Linked DNA regions of Mus musculus: region 1 is linked to region 2. A link is a contact called in public Micro-C data. All regions are on one chromosome and are shown on one strand. The core of a region is the stretch at or near the end of the contact, and the rest is flanking DNA. Distances in the headings are between cores, read along the strand shown.

Evidence for each region. A called contact is a pair of places that touch in the nucleus more often than the background predicts.
Region 1: a contact with region 2 is called in a Micro-C map of the G1E-ER4 cell line, with 2.8 times the contacts expected there. The contact joins two enhancer-like sites. A contact is called at or near these places in 14 of 484 Hi-C or Micro-C datasets (DN3 thymocytes, ECoMG myeloid progenitors, the G1E-ER4 cell line and 7 more) and 3 of 115 datasets of contacts at active chromatin or transcription factors (embryonic stem cells and fetal liver).

The regions. Positions count from the first base shown.
Region 1 is chr4:120,678,353-120,684,991 of GRCm38.p6, forward strand. No RefSeq gene overlaps it. Among named protein-coding and RNA genes, the nearest start is that of Cited4, 15 kb to the left of the region's middle. Within about 2 kb of position 5,134, at least 10 of the 459 cell types and tissues checked have an H3K27ac peak or open chromatin away from gene starts, as enhancers often do. A contact at or near this core is called in the G1E-ER4 cell line, where this site is marked.
Region 2 is chr4:120,609,456-120,615,786 of GRCm38.p6, forward strand. Gm8439 (predicted gene 8439) reads left to right here. Exons shown (of 3, transcript NM_001101603.1): 3 at 30-218. The coding sequence ends at 149. Among named protein-coding and RNA genes, the nearest start is that of Gm8439, 24 kb to the left of the region's middle. Within about 2 kb of position 4,441, at least 105 of the 459 cell types and tissues checked have an H3K27ac peak or open chromatin away from gene starts, as enhancers often do. A contact at or near this core is called in the G1E-ER4 cell line, where this site is marked.

The sequences.
Region 1 (6,639 bases), core at 3,884-6,383, 70 kb after region 2:
GGAAAAGAATGGTCATTGATAGTGACAGGCTGAACTGGAGCCATGGAGGATATGAGTCGGGTGGAGAAGGAAGGACGATCACATTAAGGTGGGTAGGCCAGAGCTGAGTAGGGCACATGGAGAAATGAGGAGCTCTGAGCAGGCCGTCACACATATTCAGGTAGCAGCGAGAGCCCCAGAACCAATGAGAAGATGGCTGAACGAGTGAGCGGGCCAGCAGAGACTAAGAGAGGCTTGGTGCAGAGAAGAATGGAGTACAAGGGCTGACTTAAGCAGCCACTCTTTGCTGAACAAGAATTTGCATCTGCATTATTTAGATCTGTGTGTGGCTTTACGTGCCATACAGTGGCATGAGCGCAATGAACAGAGAGCGTCCGGGACTGGCAGTGTTATCCATAATGTCAGTATCTAGGCCCCGCCACATATGACTGTCATTCATGGGCGTTCTAGTTTTATTTCCTTTTTTGTTTTTTTTTTCCGAGACAGGGTTTCTCTGTATATCCCTGGCTGTCCTGGAACTCACTTTGTAGACCAGGCCGGCCTCGAACTCAGAAATCCGCCTGCCTCTGCCTCCCGAATGCAGGGATTAAAGGCGTGCGCCACCACGCCTGGCTAGTTTTATTTCCTATTGTTGTGATAAAATACCCAATGAAAAAGCAACTTAGGGGAGCAAGCTCTTATTTTAACTTATTATTTCAGGTTATAGTTCACTGTGGTGCAGTAGTTAAGGTGGCAGGAAGTTGAAACAGCACAGTCAGAAGCAAAGAGGAATTAACAACTGTTTGTTTATGAGTGCACATCTTTCTCGGTACACTTACTTATACAGACCAGCTCTTCCTGCCTAGGGAATGGTGCTGCCCACAGTGGGAAGTCTTTTCAGATCAATTAACACAATCAAGACAATCTCCTCCACCCCTAGCCCATACTCTAGACACGCCCACAGGCCAGTCTGATCAAGATAAGCCCTCAGTGAGACTCCCTTTCTGGGTGATTCTAGGTTTCATTCAATTGGCATTAAAGCTAACCAGCCCGATAGATAAGACCTTGTGATCCCCCAAAATATGCTTCAGCTACTATGCTAACATTCCAGCCAGACAAAAGGGAGAAACAAGAGGGAAAAGGTACTTTCTCACATACACATACACAGAGTCACACATACTCAAAACTAAGGTCTTTGTTTATTCTGAGTGGTTGTGTGTCTAATAGAATTTTGATGCCTGCTATGTGAAAGTAAATCCTGCAGTCTCAATGATGCATCTTCAACTTTTGTGGAGGCCACAGGAAAGAGGAGGCAAAAGTGATGCCAAGGGAGTGGCTTTGGGGGCAGGATGACTCTTCCTTGGATTTAGCTGGGATCGGAGAAAAATGGATGCATTGGGCCAAGTCTGTCTGATGTCAAAGAAGTGAGGGGCAGGGCCAGGGCCAGGCAGTGGGGCCAAAGCTCTGGAGTGAGGTTTGAGATGATAATAAACATGTGTAGTTGCCCCAAGGATGCTGATGCAAGATGATCAGAGTGGGTGGCCAAGGGCAGAGCCCTGCAAGGTATAGAAGAGAAGAGGAGATCGGATCGGTAAGATGGCTGTCTTATGCTAGTCACTTTTCTATCACTGAGATAAAACACTATAACCATGGATCCAGAGGGTTAGACCCAAGCAAGATGACAGAGCAGAGGCAGCAGCCGAGAGCTCATACCTTGAACTGCAAACATGAAGCAAAGAGAGTGAACTAGAAATGTTGAGAGTCTCTAATTTCTCAGGGCCCACCTCTAGTGACGTACTTCCTCCAGGGAGGCCATACTCTTAAGCCTCTCCAAACACAGCCACCAACAGGGAACAAAGTATTCAAACCCCCAAGATTATGGGGAGCACTTCATTTTGGACTTCAGTACTTTCATGAGGTAAGAGGCACACAATTCAGACTTCTCCCCCTCGAGCCTCTCTCCCACCTTTTTTTTTTTTTTCTTTTTTCTTTTGGTGGTGCTGGGGTCAAGCCAAGGACATTCCTCATGCTGAATTTATTCTTTGCCACCGAAATACAGCTCTAGTGCCTTCACTGAGATTGTTCACTGGACCAAAAACATTTGAAAACCTTGGGCTGGCAAGATAGATAAAGGTGTTTGCCACCAAGCCAGATGGTCTGAGCTCAATCCCCAGAATATACACAGTGAAAGGGGCGAGCCGACTCCCACAAGTTGTTCTCTGACCTCCACACGTGCTCTGCGGAGTGCGCGCGCGCGGACACCCCCCCCCCCCGCAGTGGTGGCGCATGCCTTTAATCCCAGCACTTGGGAGGCAGAGGCAGAGGCAGAGGCAGAGGCAGAGGCAGGCAGATTTCTGAGTTCGAGGCCAGCCTGGTCTACAGAGTGAGTTCCAGGATAGCCAGGGCTACACAAGGAAACCCTGTCTCGGAAAACAAAAAAAAAAAAAAAAAAAAAAAAGAAAGAAAGAAAGAAAGAAAGAAAGAAAGAAAGAAAGAAAGAAAGAGAGCTAGAGGGAGGGAGGGAGGGGGGGAGGGGAGGGGAGGGGAGAAGAGAGGAGAAGAGAAGAGAAGAGGAGAGGAGAGGAGAGAAGAGAAGAGAAGAGAAGAGAAGAGAAGAGAAGAGAAGAGAAGAGAAGAGAAGAGAAGAGAAGAGAAGAGAAGAGAAGAGAAGAGAAGAGAAGAGAAGAGAAGAGAAGAGAAGAGAAAAAAGAAATTCAGCCGGAGTTACCTCTGAGTTTGGCTTGATGACACCTGCTTGAAGTGGGGTGCAATACCACGCTTTTCCCTGCAGGTGGCAGTACCCTACCAGGTGAAGCTTGCTGGACCACCTATATGGATTTTCCGGGTGGGGGGCGGAATGGAGCTTTGATGTTTTCCATTATCTTAGATATGAACTTTGAATAGGGAAAGATGAAGGATTTGTTTGTTTGTTTGTTTGTTTGAAGCCTGACTCTGTCGCTCACACAGTGTGACCTAGAGCGAGTCCTCTCTTGCTGGAACCTGCTTTCTGCTTGGCAAACGGGATGATCACACCCGAACCTACCTCATCGCGTCTCTGAGAGTGTCTAAACAAGCATGACTGGGTTTAACATTTGTATGGATGGGCTCAGGGCTGGTGTGTGTAAGCAGGGTGGGTTCAGGAGCAGGAGGCGGGTTCAGCCCAGTGCCCAGTCACGCAAATGACCCGAGGTGTGGAGAGGGAGGTGGCTTCGGGGTTAGGAAAGTTGAGTTCAGATTTTAAGATGAGGGAGCTGAAGAAATAACTTTCCCAGGGCCACACCCTCAGAGAGGCAAGGCACCAAACCCGAAATTTGGGAAAGAATTTAATGTGTAATAATATATGAGGAGGCCTTGAAGTTGAATCACGAGACCAAAATCAGAACTCTGTGGGATCCCTTTATCATTACTGTGTGGTTTTCGTGTAGTTTTTGCTCTGAGGGCTTCTGAAAGTTTTACACACAGAGATACACATACCGTCCTGTTAAGACCCACGTTCTCAAAGCGCCCTCACATCCCAAGAAGATACAGGGTAAGCTGAAGAGCAAAGGGAAGGAGAGCCATTCAGAGACTGGTCTGGAAGTTAAGACACTTGGGCTCTTTCCTCTCCGGGCTCTACACTGGCTTTTGGAGCCCCATTTCCTCGTCTGCAGAACGGAGCTGTTGGATCCAGGGCTCCTGGAGGCCTTGCTATTTCCCTTGGACCTTCCCGATTGCCACACCCAGGGTTCTCCTAACTCTGTGACTACCCCATTTCCGTTTCGTTTTCTTACCACCTTCTGGGGTTATCTGAGCTTTTTTGCTGCTGTTGATTTCTGTCTAGACAATAGTATACTACTGCCTGATCTAGGGAAGTAGGGACTCATGAGTTTACAAGAGCTGCTATGACCATGACCGTGGCGATTGTAGCAGTGCTTGATGTGTATCAGCGAGCAACAAACAACTGGAATAAAAGTGAAAGGCTGAGCACACAGCCCTGTACCCTCTGAACCTTTCAGGTAGGGTCTCTAGGACCCCCAAACCCGGCTTGTTTCCTAATACCAGGCTGGTGCTGCGACACCAAGGTCTTTACTGACCCCTTGTGGCTGTGGGTGCACATAGCAGGGACTAGTGGAGGTTTCTTGGGTAGAAGACAATCATTCCCGTGTAGCTTTGCTCTGCTCCCTGCCAACCTACGTGTGCGCGCCTGTTCTCCTGTAGAGGATGATGACGATTGAAAACATGAAATACATCTTTCAGGGACTGGAGAGATGGCTCTGTGGGTGAGCTCAAGTGTATGGGGCCTGAGTTCAGATCCCAGCGTCCATAGAGAAAGCTTGGGAGGCTGGGCGCATCTGTGACGCCAGCACTGTGGAGGGCGAATCTAGGACAACTGCTGGGGTTTGCTAGCCCGCCACCATTCAAACTCCAAGATCAGTAAGACAAATTGTCTCCAAAAAAAAAAAAAAAAAAGGTACAGTGATAGAACAGGATGCCCAATACCACTTCAACTTCTGCACACGCATGCATCACACACACACACACACACACACACACACACACACACACACACACACACGATACACCTCATCAGGTAAGATCACTTGCCACCAAGCCTAACGACATGAACTGGATCTCCACACCTGATGAAAAGAGAGAACCACCTGCAAATTATCTGCTGACTTCCACGTGTCTGCCCCCAACACACATGATGGACAAATGTTACAACAACTTTAAAACAAAATAGATGTTTCTTGTCCTCCATCTCGCTAACATCACACCTGAGAAAGCAGAGAGGTCCTAGTACCAGGAGAGGAGCCGAGGGAGTCTCAGACCATGAAAGAGAGGTGTCATCGGGTTTCTATCGCTGTGAAGAGACACCATGGCAACTCTCATAAAAACAGTATGTAATTGGGGCTGGCTTACAGTTCAGAGGTTTAGTCATGGCGACAAGAATGGCAGCGTGCAGCCAGGCATGGTGCTGAGAAGGAGCTGAGAATTCTACAGTGGGATGGATCAGCAGGCAGCACGAAGAGAACTGAGCCACTGAGCTTAGCTTGATCCTCTGAGATCTCAAAGCCCATCCCCCATTTGCCTCCAGCAAAGCCACACCTACTCCAACAAGGCCACACCTCCTAATAGCACCCCTTCCAGTGGGGCCCATGAGGGCCATTTTTATTCAAACCACACTAGAGATGAGGCAGATTTCTCTGCGTTCTGAGCAGGCAGATAAGGCTAGACTCGAGCCTTGGGTATCTCCTCCCAGAAAACTTCAATCTTCCAGGAAATCCTCAATGTCTTCGAACTCTTTTTTTTTTTTTTTTTTAGGTTTTGGAGGGAAGTGTGAAAGAAAGGGTGTATCTAATGATTAGAGACTTTGGGACAAAACCAAAGGCAAATAGAGAGGGTTTGAGGAGATCTTTTGTTAGGTGCAATATGAACACACACACACACACACCCCTGTCTCACTAGATGCTAGTCAGGTCTCTGATAACACTGCAAAACAAACCAACTCCATGTCGCAGACACCACAGGAGGTTAGCTTCTCTGCCTGCCAGTCCTGCCTTCCCCCTGTCTTCCATTGGATGAAACATCTCAGCATATTGTTCCATGAACCTCCCATGAGACCTACCGTGAGACGGACAGATCGTCAAGTGTCTGCCCCACGAGGGGAGCCATGGCATGGTTTAGGCAAGAAGCAAGATTTCACATAAACAGACTTTCAGGTTTTGTAGGCTACAAATTACTCTAATTTCTAGGTAAACATTGCGTCATGAAGACAGACCTGGTTTATTTGGGTAGCCATAAGATGCTGGGCACATATTCCATGCCTATGGCATGGTTAGGACTGAGGTCACCTTCACATTAATGGGAGTGTGTGTCGGGGGGGGGGGGGAGTGTTCCAAACACATAATATTATAACAAAGGTTCTGTGTCTAACCAAATAAGGTTTTAAAGATTTACTTTTATTATTTGGGACAGTGCAGCCTCAGCTGGCTTGGAGCTTGCTATGACCTGGCTGACCTGGAACAGAGATCCACCTGCTCTGTTCCTCAAATGCTGGGACTAAAGTGCCACTGCAGCCTAATACGTTTTGTTATTTCGTTGTACATAGGTGAGTGTGTGTGTGTGTGTGTGTGTGTGTGTGTGTGCCTTCACAGGGTATGTGTGTATGAGTACACATTGTTGGTATTCTGTCTGGACTCCACCCCCATGGTTACCTGGCAACGGCCAGGTAGGCCTAGCACTATAAAAGGGGCTGCTTGCCCGCTCCTCTCTCTCTTACTCCTGCTTCTCTTCCTTGCCTCTTGCCCTCTGGCTCCCCCTCTCTCCCCATCCCCACCCCACCCCCACCCCCCTGCACGATCATGGCCGGCCTCTTCTTCTCCACTCTCTTCTTCTCTCTGCCTTTCTCTGCCTCTACTACTCTCTTAACTCCCCTCCCCATGCCCTAAATAAACTCTATTCTATACTATACCAGTATGTGTGTGTGTGTGTGTGTGTGTGTGTGTGTGTGTGGTTCCTCAGGGGGAAGAGATACCTTGGCATGGGCCCTCTTAGGCACCTCCTTCCCCCACACCCTGCCAGAACATATTCTTTTTTTTTTTTTTTTTTAGATTTATTTATTATTATATGTAAGTACACTGTAGCTGTCTTCAGACACACCAGAAGAGGGAGTCAGAT
Region 2 (6,331 bases), core at 3,191-5,690:
TTCACTTAAATCTTCTCATTGAATTGAAGATACCAGTCCAGAGAGGTTGCCGTTGTGCCCAGGACCACACAGCCAAGCTTCTTGTTGGATGGCAGGCCTTCAAGCCCTTCCCCCAGGAGCCTCATCAGCCTCTAGCTCCCTTCCTCTAATGCCTTGTTAAGTATTTTCTCCTCTTGGTGGTCATTTTTGTTGTACAATCAATAAACCACTCACAGAAATAAAAGATTTCCAGATCTATACACTGCTGACTCCCTGCCTGGAAACCCTGCCTTGTCCTCCTTCAAACCCTCCTGACTTCTCAGCTCATCACACTGGGAAAATCAAAGCTATGGCCCTTGTTAACGTACCTCGACCCCTGAATTAGCTCAGTTTATTTTGGTCTCTCTAGCTACCTCAAGCCAAAAATAGATGGTGGGGAGTGGAATGCTAGCTATGGATTCCTTAGAGCACAACAGGTAGACAGAAGGTGGGGAATCGGATTGACAGTCAGTATGGCCAGTCAGAACATGGCTCTAAAAGCTGCCACTCTGTTCAGCTCCTAGAAGCACTGGCCAGTCCCAGCTTGGGTCAAGAGGACCCCTCACCCCTGCCCACATGAGGCCCTATAAAGAGCTTGGTGCCACCTGGTAGGAGCAGGGTAGGAGGGGCTCCATCATGGTAACCCTCCTTAGAGGCGGAACCTCCCCAAAGGTGGTAAGGCTAGACCCTTCAGGCAGAGTTCATCACCCCATCCCCTGGGATCCCACAACCCCAGCACAGCACTCCAGAGGTGGTCCACAGTTACTCCTTGAAGTACAAAGTCTCTCCTCCATGCTGGGCTCTTGTGTTGTATAGCTCCAAACTGATATACTCTCTCTTGGAGTAAGAGGGAGCATCATAATCGAGCTAACCTGGGCTTAGTGGGTTAGATCACATAAAGCTAATGACCTGGAGCCCACAGTGGAACTGATGTCCACTCCCAAAATTATTGTCTGATTTCCAAACTAAGCTACTCACATGCCTGTAGTAAACACTCACATCCACACTCACATGCATGTGCGCACATGCGTGCACACACACGCACACACACACACACACACACATGAACATGCATGTACAAACACACACACCAAAATAATTTTTATTTTTGAGACAGAGTTTCTCTGTGTAATAACTCTGGCTGTCCAAGAACTCGCTCTTTAAACCAGGCTGGCCTCGAACTCACAAAGATCTGCCTGCCACTGCCTCCCAAGTGCTGGGATTAATGGCATGCACCATCACTGCCTAGCTATAATAATTTTGTAAAAAATTCATGAAACTTATCAGGCAAAGGAAACTCAAGGTGTTGCCAGCTCTATGCACTAGGCACTGAGGCTTTATGCGCGTGCACTAGGCATTGCAGCTCTATGTGCATGGTGGCTACCTAAGTACTAGGCGGCTGCTGAGTGGCAGGAAGAGGCTGTCTTTGGTGGAGCTGTGTGTCAGGCAGGGAGCTCTAGAGATACAGCCTGTGTGAGCTGCACCGTGCTGGGGTGGGCTCCAGTTGGCCATGCTTCTATAAGTAAGTCCTCACTCCAGCTCCCATACAAACCCCAATGAACTCATCGCTTCAGTAATCGGACTTGAGTGAAAGGGCTTCTTTGTATCAGTGTTCTTTCCAGGTGAGCAGACCTTTGTTCACTTCTCTCCCAGGAAGTCACACAACAATCACTGTGGTACCCCATTGCTGTCCTCTCTCTCCTAGATCAACAAAGCCCTATTCTTATGCATGGCTAGAGAAATGGAGTGTCCTGATCTACCTTGCAGCAGGGGTGACTACATAACCAAGTTGTGACTGGGGTATTGGTATACAGGTGGCACCATACACACAACCTTCCCTTAGACTTTTCCCAGGAAGGGGCATGCCCTGCCCATCAAGAATGTGGGTGTCGCACACCAGAGGTATCCAGTAGAGAGCAGAGGGCCTTGGTACCCTAAAAACATCACATCAGCTTGGAGCTGCTTTCAGGGAGCAATAAAACCTTCTTTTCCTGCAGCCCAATATAACCCACACTAATAATTATCCCTAACTTGATGGCTGACACTTAGTAAGTTCTCAATAAATTATGGTTGAATTATTGAATCAATTACAAAAGGAGAAACCTTCAATTCCAACATTTAACACACCAAATGTCTACATATTCCCTCTCAGCTCTTTGTGACATGCAGAAGATATTTTTAATGGAGGTGTAATTAGAACAAAATTAGAATTTTATATCCAGCATCTTTTCTGTAATAGTAATTATATAATAAACATTTTCCATGTTCAGTCATATTGTCGTTTTTCTAAGTGGGTGTGTAATTTTCCAGCAAAGACATGAACCATAATTTATATAACCACTGCCTTATGGCTTGATATGTACATTTCACCAGGTTTCATAATTTCAGGGAATTCTATCAGCAACTGATTGCAGGTGCTAGCCCCCTCTTTCCGACAGTTCACTTGGGAATGACATTGTTGCATTTGTCTAATAGCTTAGAAAACTCTCTATTTTTATGAGTCATGCTGAACTTTTACCATTTCCAGCTAACTTCTGACAATATGTGTGATAATAACAGTACAGCAGAAGCAGCAGCTACACTCTAACTGTGTAACACGCTGTGCTCCACACTCCTCATCTATCTGCACTTGAGCACACATACACGTGCCCCCCCCCACACGCACGCACGCGCGCGCGCGCGCGCACACACACACACACACACACACACACACACACACACACCAGGCATAGTGAGTGGGGGTTAAAACAACAATCTTAGCATCAAACTGGACTTAAATCTTAGTAAAATTTTTTCTCACCTAGGAGACCATGAATACATTTCTTCACCTGCTGAGCTCTCATTTTCTTGTCTGTAAAATGGGTCCTAACTGTTTTTCATCTCAGGGTTGCTGTTAGGATTAGATAAGGTAACAATAATAGCTCCATCAGGCGTAGTGTTAATTGTCTCACTTCTCGCTGGAGCATTGTGCAGACACAGCAACCCGAGGCCACCTGCCTGCAGGAACAGGGAGGAGCTGAGCCAGTCTCCTGTGGTCAGGCTGACCTCAAGGTCATTGTGTGCCTGAAGGGACTCTTCATTTTTGTTCTGTTTTGTTTTTGTTCAGAGAATACCCCTCACTCTCAGCAGTTTCCTGCCTCCAATCTCACTGCCGGAGGGTGGTGGTGGGGGGTGGGGGGGATGGTATGGGAGAGGAGGCCACAGATGTGTCCCGTCCTGCCCAGATGAGACAGTTTTCTGAGTACCAGGCTAAAACCCAGCTATCCCAGTGAAGCCTGCTCTACCACGGCTGTTTTATACTACAGCACACCAAGTGCTTCTGTCCTCCTCACAGTTACTGTCATGGCCTGGAAGGTCCTAGAAGCTCAAGTGGGTACAGGCGTCTGTGAGCACTTGCCTAGACCAGACCTGTGCATGATACTATTAATATCTCATGAATCCTGAAACACGGCTAGGGTATGATAGTGCACACTTTTAATCCCAGCCCTAGAGAGGCGGTGGATCTCTATGAACTCAAGGTCAGCTTGATCTACATAGTGGATTCTAGGCCAACCACAGTTACATTAGTGAGACCTTGTCTCAAAATAAAAAAGTAAATAAAACATTGCTAGGACACAAACACTGTCACATGACACATACACATCACACACACATAAACAGTCACCTACACACACACCCAAAAGGGTACTACATAACATACACAATACACACATTATATTGATATGTGTACATATCATACATCACATACATATCACATCATATACCCATACTGTATATCACACACATGTCACCAGACATAAACATACTATGTATGGATACATATGACATATCATTCACATATTACATATACACAACATACCACATATCACATATACACAACATACCACATAACACTTCATACACACATACCATCTATATGCCCTATACATAAAGACCATATGTATCCACACACTCATAACTACCATATACACAATATACCATACATATACACTATACACACATACTATACACACACACATTATATATCTACCATATGGTGCACACGCGCATACACACACACACACACACACACACACACACACACACACACACACATTTACAAGAGGAAGCCAGGCCTATGCAAGCAGTCGCTAGGTTGTAGGGAAGTCATTCAACCTCCCATCAGTGGGAAATGCAAGCCCAGAACCTTGCTGTCCTTACCCACAGTTCTTGGGCAGTGGTACCTAGGAGACGGAAAGCTATGCAGGGATGCTCCTTATGTCTTCACCTCTATCTTAGAGTACTCACGAAGAGCCCTGGCCCTGAGTTCATGAGGGCCTTCTGGCCTCTCAGGCCCAAGCCACAAAGGCAGGGCCAGGATCCAAGTGAAAGTTGTTGAGCATTGTTCTCTGGCGGCCCTGAAATAGCCAGGCTTTGCTCGCAGCCCCTGCACTGCGCTGACAAGCAGATCCCAGAATAGCTCTTCCTGCCGCAAGCTGACCTACTTAGCAGGTCTCCTGTCATGTGAGCTCGGCTAGGCAATAGGTTCACTTTGCCTCTCTCTACCTAGAGCAGGCCCATCCCAGCATCCCCCCCCCATGGTTTCTGGTTCTCCTACAGTTCCAGGAATAGATAATAATATACTGTAGGTTCAAAGCATGTACACAAACATCACTGTGCATCCTTGTCAGGGCAGGCCCAAGAGAGGGGACTTATCACTCCATTACACAGTTGATGCCATGATAACACAGAGAGGGCAAGCAATGTGAGCAGAGATGCACAGCAGACCCAGCACTGTACTCTCTCTAAGGGGTTGGGGTTCCTAAGTCCCTCTACCCACCTGCCGCCTGTGATCAAGCAGCCCAACACCTGGTGGCAGAGCTAGTAGAGATCAAGGCCTTGGGTGCCCACTAGCCTGGGAGCTAGGGCTTGCCAGGCGTGGAGAACCATCTGGATGACCTCTAGCACACTGCTTCACCCGTCTTAGACTCACAATGGCATCCTCAGGGTGTCAGCAGAAAGATGAGAGACGGTTTCAGTTTGCTGGATGATAGAGCAGCTGCTGTTGGCTGTTATTGCCGTTGACATACCGAACTAAACCCAAAAGAAAAAGTTTAAAACTGACTGGTGCAAGAGAGCCCAGAGCAAAGGCCTTTGTGACACTTCTCACTCTGAGACGTCATTCCCACCCACGACATTCATCAGGGAAACAGCGGTAGTTACAGTGCACAACTCTGATGAGCACTGGGCCTTGGTTCTTTCTGCTTGATGACTCCTGGCTCTCCTTCTGGAGCCCCGTGGCAGGAACCCATCGTGAAAGGGGAAGGCAGTGTCTACTCTTGCATGGCCTTGTCCCAAGCTGGCTGCCATGGCTGTGCTCTTTTACTCTGGTACGACACAGGCAGGAAGGAACAGAAGGCGAAATGTCTGCTTTGATAATGTGTAAAAGCGGAGTGTCCCATAGAAGAGAAGGTGGAGAAGATTGGGGTCAGGCCGGGGCATCTGAGGACCAGAGTCTCATGCCTAAAGAAGGAGGTGACTCCAGGTCATTAAGATTGGGCGGGCAAGCTGGGGGCATAGCTCATTTGGTAATTACTTTAACACGCATGAAACCCTGGATTTAGTCCCCAGCATTGAATAACCTGGGCATGATGGGGCATACCCCCCTTCTCTCTCTCTCTCTCTCTCTCTGTGTGTGTGTGTGTGTGTGTGTGTGTGTGTGAACAATTAAAGAAAAAAGAGGACATTAATTTTAGAACAAGAGGGAAGGGTTGAAGGGGGGAAATGATATAATTTCTTATTTAAAAAAAATGTTAACAGAGCTAGGCTCCAGGGTCATACAATTTCTACTCCAATTCCATCCCCACGACTCTTTAGACATGAAGTCACTCAGAATACCCATCTGTAAAAGTGGCCATAAGCCAGACCTTATGGAAGGGCACTGAAGATGAATCAGGTTGCCTCTGCCTGGCTCCACAGCTGGTACTAAGCAAGTCGCTGAGAAATCTGAACCTGAACCCTCTAAGTGGCGAAGTCCACCACCAGAGATAGCATCTTAGCGTTTGGAAGGAGGGAGACAAGGTCAGTAAATAAGGAAGGCTGCAGTGTGATCCTGGATAGGCCAGGGAGAGATGGATACCCTTGGAAAGGGCTTCACCGAGCTGGGGGCGGGGGCTGGGGGCGGAGCCTGGAGGTGGCAAGCACACAGAACACTTAGGCTAGGAGGCTCCTGTCACTCAGCAGAGAAGGCAAACTTCATTGTGCCCTTTGTTCCCTGCTTCGGTTCTCAGTTCCTTCTGTCACAGCGCCACCTCACACAGTGTCCCCTCCCTGA